Linked DNA regions of Gossypium hirsutum: region 2 is linked to region 1. Evidence: chromatin contacts called from public Hi-C data. All regions are on one chromosome and are shown on one strand. Each heading gives the region's core, a stretch centred on a gene start, on an enhancer-like site or on the middle of the called end of the contact. The rest is flanking DNA. Distances are from core to core; before and after follow the strand shown. Region 1 holds the start of LOC107895284 (uridine 5'-monophosphate synthase). Region 2 holds the start of LOC107895279 (WD repeat-containing protein 44).

Region 1 (4,248 bases), core at 1,161-3,660:
AATTTTTTGCTCTGCTTTTATCCATTCCAAATTACTTTATGCAGTTTGTAATGATATCTAAAGGTATTTGTAAGGAGATTGAATGTTTGGCTAGACAGTTTATCTGGGGATCTTCGATGGAAGGAATAAATTAATGTTAGTTAACTGGGATTCAGTTTGTCAACGTCGTTTTTGTGGAGGTCTTGGGCTTCACCGTTTGGAGGATTAGAACAAATATTTTCTGATGAAATTGAGGTTTAATTTGATTTTGAATGGTAATACATTATGTTGGATAGTGTTTCAAAGGGTTTATTTCTTTGGAGGGCTCTCTTTAAGGTTTGGCCCTTACTTCGGGACAATCTAGTGTGGTCTGTGGGGATGGTAGATCAACTCGATGCTAGAAGGACCCCTGGGTTGCGAGTGTAGGCCCTCTGATAAGAAAAATTCCTTCATATGTTCACATGGAATTTGATTGTAGGCTTAATGAGATGGAAACTAAAGAGGGTGTTTGGAATCTTGATTTGTTTCGTGTGTGGGTGTCAGAAGATATTGTTAAGCGCATGGTGAGTATCTTGCCTCCTCATCTTTTAGTGGGTTAGGATAGGATTGTTTGGAGTCGTATCCCTACTTGATCTTTCTTAATTAAGAGTGCATATCACATGATTCGGGATAATTCTTGGAATCCTAGAGATGAGTCTTGGAAAACTATATGAAAGCTTCAGGGACCGCAAAAAGTTCGTCTCTTTATGTGGCTTGTCTTTATGCAACGACTACTCACAAACATGGAACAAATTAGGTGTGGAATTGGACGGGATCCTTCTTGCTCAATTTGTAGTCATGGCTCAAACGACATTCTTCATGTTCTTAGAGATTGTGCTGCGGCGAAAAAGGTCTAGTTGCAAGTGGTGCCCGTAAGTCAAAGTAATCGTTTTTTTTAGCAATCTTGTTGAATGGCTAGTTTCTAATTTATCTTTTACATTGGGTTTGCTTTCTACGGATGTTGATTGACTTTGCATTTTTTTCCTAATTGCGTGGCGTCTTTGGAAGAATAAAAATTTATTCATATTCCAAGACTTGTCTTGGAATGCTTTTGAGATTTTTAAAGTTTCGTTAAGTTGGGCTCGAAAATTTTTGTTTGCACATAAGAATAGCCCACCTGGTATGCGTATTGGTATTCAAGGTCAATCATTTTTAGGTAACTTTGTTTATTTACATAGTAATGGTGCGATGAATGTAAGTACAAGGTCTGCCTTTTCTGGCGGTGTGTTGCAAAACCAATTTGGGGATTGGATTGTCAATTTTAGTCATGCTTTGGGTGACTGTTCAATTTTTTATTCTAAGTTATGGGGCATTTGGGATGGTTACCTCTTGTTATAAGAAATGGAGCATGATAGGGCTTTGGTTCAAACAAATTGTTTGGAGGTGATAAAAGCTATCCAAGAAGGTTACTCTGTGTCTTCAAATTCAACTTTGCTTTGGCGAATTCAACAGGTGATACAGAGCAGAAATCATTGAGTGATAAGGCATTTGCCTAGGAAGAGTAATCAAGTCGCTAGTCTTATAGCCAAAATGTCTTCTAATGAGAAAGTGGGTATACAAGTGGTTGAAGATAAGCTTAGGGAGTTAATTGACACTTTTGAGAAAGACAAGACTTTTGGTGCTTTTGTTCATTTTAGCTTAATATAGTTATCTCATTTTATTATTTTACAAAAGAAAAAAGTTATTACTTACACTAAGTAAGTCTAATACATTAACCCAACATACAAATTTTTAAAAATGTTACTTACATGTCTTTGTTACTAAATTAGGACTTGGTCCATTATTTTTCTATCCATTAAAATTTAATACATTGATGAACGCTAATTAAAAGCAATCATTTATTAAATGTAAAATTTAATTTATGAATGATAATTAAATATATATTAAATAATAATGAATACAAAAATATGAGAGTAGAGCCAAACATATGATTCATGTGTCTTACGTTTTGAACCTTTCTAAGTCAAAAAACAAATCAACTAATATTTCTTATTAAAATTACTATTTTGTTTAATTTTAATAAAAATACAAATATCAATATAAAATTTTTAAGATAAATTATATAAATAATCACTCAATTTTTATAAATTTTCATTTTAAGCACTTAAATTTCTTATCATTTTAGGCACTCTTTTTTTTTTCATTTTAATCGCTTAATATTTCTATTAACAAAAGTCTAAGTTGGCATTTTTATAATTAATAAATAAATTATAAAATTTCCACATAATATTTTAAATTCCATATTCTTCATCCTTATCATTTCAACCACCAATCCGTCACCACATTGACATAACCCATCACTAGTTAAATTGGAGGTGCTCATGGGCTGGGATTAATCGAGTTTAAGTTGAGCTCCTGTAAAGAATTTAGACTAATTTTTCAAGTTCGGGATTGATCCAACCCAAAAAATGAGCTTATTTTTTTGCTCAAGTCTAGTCCAATTTAAGAAAGGTAAATTCGGGCCGACTTGGCCCACCTATATTTTTTTTAGATTATTTTATTTAAAATATTTTTAAAAAATATAATACACTAAAAATGCTAAAATGAAACTTTTCTAACACATTAAAAATACATTAAAAAGTAGCTATATTAAAAAACACTACCATAAATATAAGAAATGTTTTATTATATTAAAAAACAAAAATAAATATAATAATATTTATTGTAATAAATATAATTTTTTAAAATTTATATTTTGGGTAATTTTTTTTTTTAGATTTTGGGTAATGGTTTAATTGTAATTGAGTTAATGATTTAATTATATAATTATTATTTAACATATATAATTAATATAGTATTTTTTAGAACATAATATATTTGGGACCGGTTAGTCTCGAGCAAAAATCTTGTCTAAAGCTCAGCCCATATAAAAAATAAATTTTAAATTTTACCCAAACTTATTTTTCGGATATCGCATGTTGTCCAAAACCTTTTATTGTTTTAGTAGACTTTCGAAATTGAGTGATCAGTTGTAAGCGGAACCACCATTTGCCTCAAATATCACCACCATTTCTCACCATACCTTCACATCATTACCACCTCTCCTATTATAAAAATTATTTGTTAATTATAAAAATGGCAGCTTGAACTTCTATTAACAGAAATATAATAGAGTGATTAAAATCAAAACAGATAGTGACAGAAGTGGCTAAAATGATGGGAAAAAGAAATTGGGTTTTCAAAATGGAGACTACTTAATGAATTTTTTGAAAAAAATATTCCACTTACTTTTTGGGTACATTGGAGTAATTTGAATTGGATTATAAATTTTAACAAAAATTATGATTTTTTTTTACGTAATCATCCGACTTAGCCCGACCCACACGAAGACGTATGTCAACTGGCTTTACTTTTTTATTAAGCATCAGAGCACTCTCCCTTTCCCACTACCACTTCTCCACTCACCTGCACCATCAGCACTACCAGTTGCCGCCGCAACAACAATGTCATCAGTAGAGTCTCTCATCCTCCAACTCCACGAAATCTCCGCCGTTAAATTCGGCAACTTCAGGCTAAAATCCGGCATCTCTTCCCCTATCTACATAGACCTCCGCCTAATCATCTCCTACCCTTCCCTCCTCCGCCAAATCTCCCAATCCCTCCTCTCTTCCCTCCCTCCCCAAACACCCTTTAACCTCATCTGTGGCGTTCCTTACACCGCCCTCCCGATCGCCACCTCCATCTCCCTCGACACCTCCATCTCCATGCTCATGCGCCGCAAAGAAGTGAAGGATTACGGTACCGCAAAGTCCATCGAAGGCGTTTACGAAAAGGGCCAAGTTTGTTTGATAGTTGAAGACCTCGTAACATCTGGAGCATCTGTTCTTGAAACCGCTGCGCCGTTACGGGCGTTGGGAATCAAGGTGACGGACGCCGTGGTGGTTATAGATAGAGAACAAGGCGGAAGGCAGACGTTGGAGGAGAATGGGATTAAGCTTCATGCTCTGTTTACTTTAACACAGATGGTTAAGGTTTTGAGAGCGAAAGGGAAGTTGGAGGCGGAGATGGAGACTTTGGTTATGAAGTTTTTGGAAGAGACCAAGAAAGTGGCGGTGCCAAAGGTTGAGAAAGCGAGGGTTAAGAGTTTGGGGTTTGAAGAAAGGGCTAAGTTAGCTAAGAATCCAACTGGGAAAAAGCTCTTTGAGGTTATGGTTAAGAAACACAGTAATCTTTGTTTGGCTGCTGATGTTGGGACTGCTGCTGAGTTGCTTGATATTGCTGAGAAGGTAA
Region 2 (4,682 bases), core at 273-2,772, 280 kb after region 1:
TAATTAGGTAATTAGTAAATGGAGTAGGTTGTTTAAAATTTTTAATTCCAACTAAATTAAATTCTAAAATATCACATCTTAAATTTAATTCAAATTAGAATCGAATATTTCAAAACCCCAACAAATAACTTTTTTATTTTTCACTTTTGTATTCACCAAATCAGCACGCTATTAATTACTCTTATTTTTCTCTATAATGAATTTTTTTTCCTTATTATATTCTATTATTTCATTTTAAATTGTGTTCAAAATAGGATGCTTTGGTTTGTTTGCTTTTCAATCAAACTTGCTTTTGATAGAAACATTAATTCAATATTTATTTACATTATTTTATTTATTTTGAAAGAAAAATTATTATTTTTAATTATATAAATGAAAACGGAGGTAAGAGATATTTATTTATTTTTTATACTTTTCATATTTATTTTATTATTTATATTTAGGGTTTGTTATTTTTTTATAATACCGTTTTTATAGTTTAAATTCCGTTTTTTCTTCTCACATTTATTGATGAATTAGAGATATTTATTATTTTGTAATTGAATGAGTTACAATTTGAATTTAGTTTCATAATGAACGAAGACATAAAAATAAATAAATGATCAAAAAACAACTTTTTGGAGTTTTAAAAATAAGTTTTTTTATATAAAAAAGATAAATTTTAAAATTATAGATAAATTTTGATTTAATGTGCAATTATATAAACTTTAATATGATAGGAATTATAATTCTAAATTTGGTTCAAATATATACTTGAAACTTTAATTTTAATTTAATCATACACATTGAAAGAAATAAATATATCAATTTATTTTTATATTGGATAAGTATAATTATATATATATGCAATATATAAATATAAAATGAGGCTATATCAATAATTGTGTTAATATTTACCAGAATTGAATTAAATCAAAATTTTATGTATAAAATTGTATAAAATTAAAGTTCATGTAAATAATTGTACATTAAACTATATATAATTTTGATATTTATCCCTAAAAAAAATTGAATTATCTTCTAAGATAATTATAATGAAAGGTTATTGATTTATTTAAATTTAATGACAGTTACTAAAATAAAAATTTGAAAACTAAATTAATAAAAATGTAATTTAAATTTTCATTATTGATAAAAAAAATTCAAAATAGAATGCAGTGAATTTATCCAAATTCATTATATTCTACCACGACGATGGAAAAAATATATTTTAGATAAAAGGTTTTTAGGGGAAAAAAATTAAACTTAAAAAAATATTTTTCAATATAACATCTATTGTTATAATAATAAAAATAATTTTATCTATATAATTTTTAAATTTCACTAATAAATGCTTTTAATCAAATTATAAATAATATTTTATTTTATATTCTATTTGCGTAAATTTATAAAAATATGGAATTAATCGAAAAAAAAGAAATTGCAAAATAGATTAGACGATTAAATTAAAATAAAAAATGGTAATTATTGGCTAATGAAGAATAATTTAATTGGAAAGCAATGGGGGTGGGGGGGTTAGATCCTCCGGTCCACCTTTCACCTTTCAGCTTTCAATTACCCAAACCCCAAAAACCAAAAAACCAACAAAAACTCAAATCAGTCTCCCCTTCATTTCTATTCTCCCACAAAAACCCAACCTTTGCTTTGCTTCCCTCTTTTCCCCCAAACCCATCTCTCCTTTTTCCCTCCTTCCTTTGCCTTTGGATCTGATTTTCTCTCTCTTTTTCTTTCCCTCCAAAAACTGTTTTCCCTTGCATTCCTTTGATCCAACCTAAACCCAGAGTTGTTTTTTTCTAATGATTGTATGTTTGAAATTGAAATGGGAATGCTCATAAAGAAAGCATGAGCAAGAACCCAATTCGTAGCAACTGCAGCAAATTAAACGACCACGATTGGACTCAAGTAGTTGAAGTAAACCAAGAAGCAGAAGAAGAGTACTTCTACCATTCCCTTGACCGCATTGCTTCTTCTAATTCTTGTTCTTGTTCCAACTCTGCTTCTCCTTCTTCTGACTCGGATTCTGACCCAATTGCCCCTTCTAATAATGCCCACCACCCATTTCCCGTCCCTAAATTCCCCAAGGTTGTTTCCCAGTTCGACATCTGGATCTCTGAACCCTCCTCCGTTTCGGAAAGACGAACCCGTCTGCTCCGCGACATGGGGCTGAGCCGCCACCCGGGTCTTTCCCGGATAAGACCCGGGTCAGAAACGGAGGTCGGCGACGGACGGGAAATGGGTAGTGGTGGTGGTGGAGGTGAGTTGGGAAGAAGATCAGTTTCATCGAATAGGTTGGTAAAAGAAGAGTTGGAAGATCAAGATCGTGGAAGAGAAAAGGAATCCAGTTCTTCTGGAATTGTACGATCGAAATCGGATGGTGATTGTAGTGCTGCTGCTGTTCCTTCTTCGCCTTTGTCTCTTCGTTCCAATTCATCTTCTTCCATTCTTTCTGTGGGTTTATGTACTGTAAATAATAATAATAACATCAGTGAATGTGATCAAAGTAATGCTGCGGCTGCTAACTTAAGACGCTGCGGAAGTAATGGATCTAAGCCACCCAAGGAGCGTATTAGCAAGAGTTTGAATGGGGAACTTAGCTTTAAATCATTTGGTGATGGGGAGGCTGTTGTGGTGGACGATGAGATGGATTGCAGTGAACAAGTGTGTACCATTAAGAACCTTGATAATGGGGAAGAGTTTGTGGTGAATGAGATTAGAGAAGATGGGATGTGGAACAAGTTGAAGGAAGTTGGGACAGGGAGACAGTTGACAATGGAGGAGTTCGAGGTTTGCGTTGGCCATTCTCCGATCGTTCAAGAGTTAATGAGAAGACAGAATGTAGAAGAGGGTAATAAAGATAATGCTGATTTGATTGTCAGTGGTGGGGGTGCTGGTGTTTCAAAGTCGAAGAAGAAAGGGAGTTGGTTCAAGAGTATAAAGAGCGTTGCAAATAGCGTGAAGGGTAATAAGGAAAGGCGAAGCAGTGACGAGAGGGATACATCATCGGAGAAGGGTGGGAGGAGATCGAGTTCCGCCACTGATGATAGCCAGGATGTTTCGTTTCATGGGCCGGAGAGAGTGAGGGTAAAACAGTATGGGAAATCATGTAAAGAGCTCACTGCTCTTTACAAGAGTCAAGAGATACAAGCGCATACAGGGTCTATTTGGAGTATAAAATTCAGTTTAGATGGCAAATACCTTGCTAGTGCAGGTGAGGATTGTGTAATTCATATATGGAAGGTAGTTGAATCGGATAGGAAAGGGGAGTTGTTAATGGAAAAGCCTGAAGACGGGAATTTCAACCTTTTGCTTGTGGCTAATGGATCTCCCGAACCGATTCTATCATCGCCGAGTACTGATTACCCTCCTGATAAGAGGAGAAGAGGAAGGTCATCAATAAGCCGGAAATCGTTGAGCCTAGACAACATTGTGGTGCCAGAGACTGTTTTTGCACTTTCAGATAAACCTGTTTGTTCTTTTCAAGGACATTTGGATGATGTTCTCGACCTCTCATGGTCCAAGTCTCAGGTTAGTAGAAACATATGCATGAATGTAGTGTGATTGGTTTGCTTTTCAGGTTTTCAATAAGTAATGTTAATGGGAAGAAGTTTATTTAGTGTTTCTTTGTTTAGACTTTAGAAGTCTTCTAATAATTTCCCCATGGTAGTTGTAGTTGTCTATTCAGTCTGATGTACCGAGCATTTATCGTATATTCTGTGCTGCTAAATAATCTGCATGCATTATTATGTCACAGGACAGAAATGAAGTAGAGCAACTTTTTTGCAAAGTGTTAGACTATCAATTAAAACATACTTAATTTTAGCAAGCTATATTTTGGCACACGAAGTAAATGATCTAACAAGTTCAATATGTGTTTTGCCACAGACAACATGAATAGTAATGAAAACTTTACTTTCACATGGTTAGCTTAGATCGGCTATCTATTTGGTCAGATAGTGACTTATCTTGCAAGAGGCTTGATCTTTTCAGTGGAGATTGTTTTAACCCGTGTCTTGGTCTTGGTTATTGTCTTCGATGTTTCTGTGATGCCTTTTTTCCTTGTCATCGCTTCTGGTTAAGGTTCCTGGTGATACTGTATACCTTGTGGAAGTTCTGAGATAATTTTAGGACAACTTTTGAGTTTGCATGTCTTTAATAATTAATAGAGAGTTAAATGATTAGAAATGGTTTTGGTTTTACGACCACAAGTTTTTATAAACCAGTCCTGAATGTTAATGGGATGTAACTGTAATTGAATGCCTGAAAGCCCTTCAAATCTTTAACAATTCAGGAGTCATGTAAACAATTGGTCATGCCTCTATGTATTCCTTTATGTTTGTAGCAAGCTTTTCAAGAGGTCGTTGTTTGACCTTTTCAATGAATTCTTTTCTCTGGATCACTGCATAGCCTCTTTTAGAATCATGAACCAATTAATTGCTGCAGGATATTCTGGTAAGATTTTTCTATTTTCTCTTTTCAGCAATTGCTCTCATCTTCAATGGACAAAACAGTTAGGCTTTGGGACTTGACTAGCAAGACCTGTTTGAGCATATTTTCACACAGTGATTATGGTAAGTAAATTGTGAGTTTCATGTCCTTTTTTGCTTAGGAGTTTAACTTCATACTGGCCCTGTTTAAGAACATCACTAAATTGTAGTTTGTTTTAAAAATAAATAGTTACAATA

The links. Hi-C and Micro-C count contacts between places; a contact is called where the count stands out from the background.
Region 2: a contact with region 1 is called in a Hi-C map of leaf, with 2.2 times the contacts expected there. The contact joins the promoter of LOC107895279 here to the promoter of LOC107895284 in region 1. A contact is called at or near these places in 6 of 34 Hi-C or Micro-C datasets (anther, hypocotyl, leaf and 2 more).

What each region holds. Positions count from the first base shown.
Region 1 is chrA13:96,249,879-96,254,126 of Gossypium_hirsutum_v2.1, forward strand. It overlaps LOC107895284 (uridine 5'-monophosphate synthase), which reads left to right and starts at 2,411. Exons shown (of 6, transcript XM_016820579.2): 1 at 2,411-4,244. The coding sequence starts at 3,300.
Region 2 is chrA13:96,526,374-96,531,055 of Gossypium_hirsutum_v2.1, forward strand. LOC107895279 (WD repeat-containing protein 44) reads left to right here and starts at 1,523. Exons shown (of 7, transcript XM_016820572.2): 1 at 1,523-3,525; 2 at 4,478-4,568. The coding sequence starts at 1,843.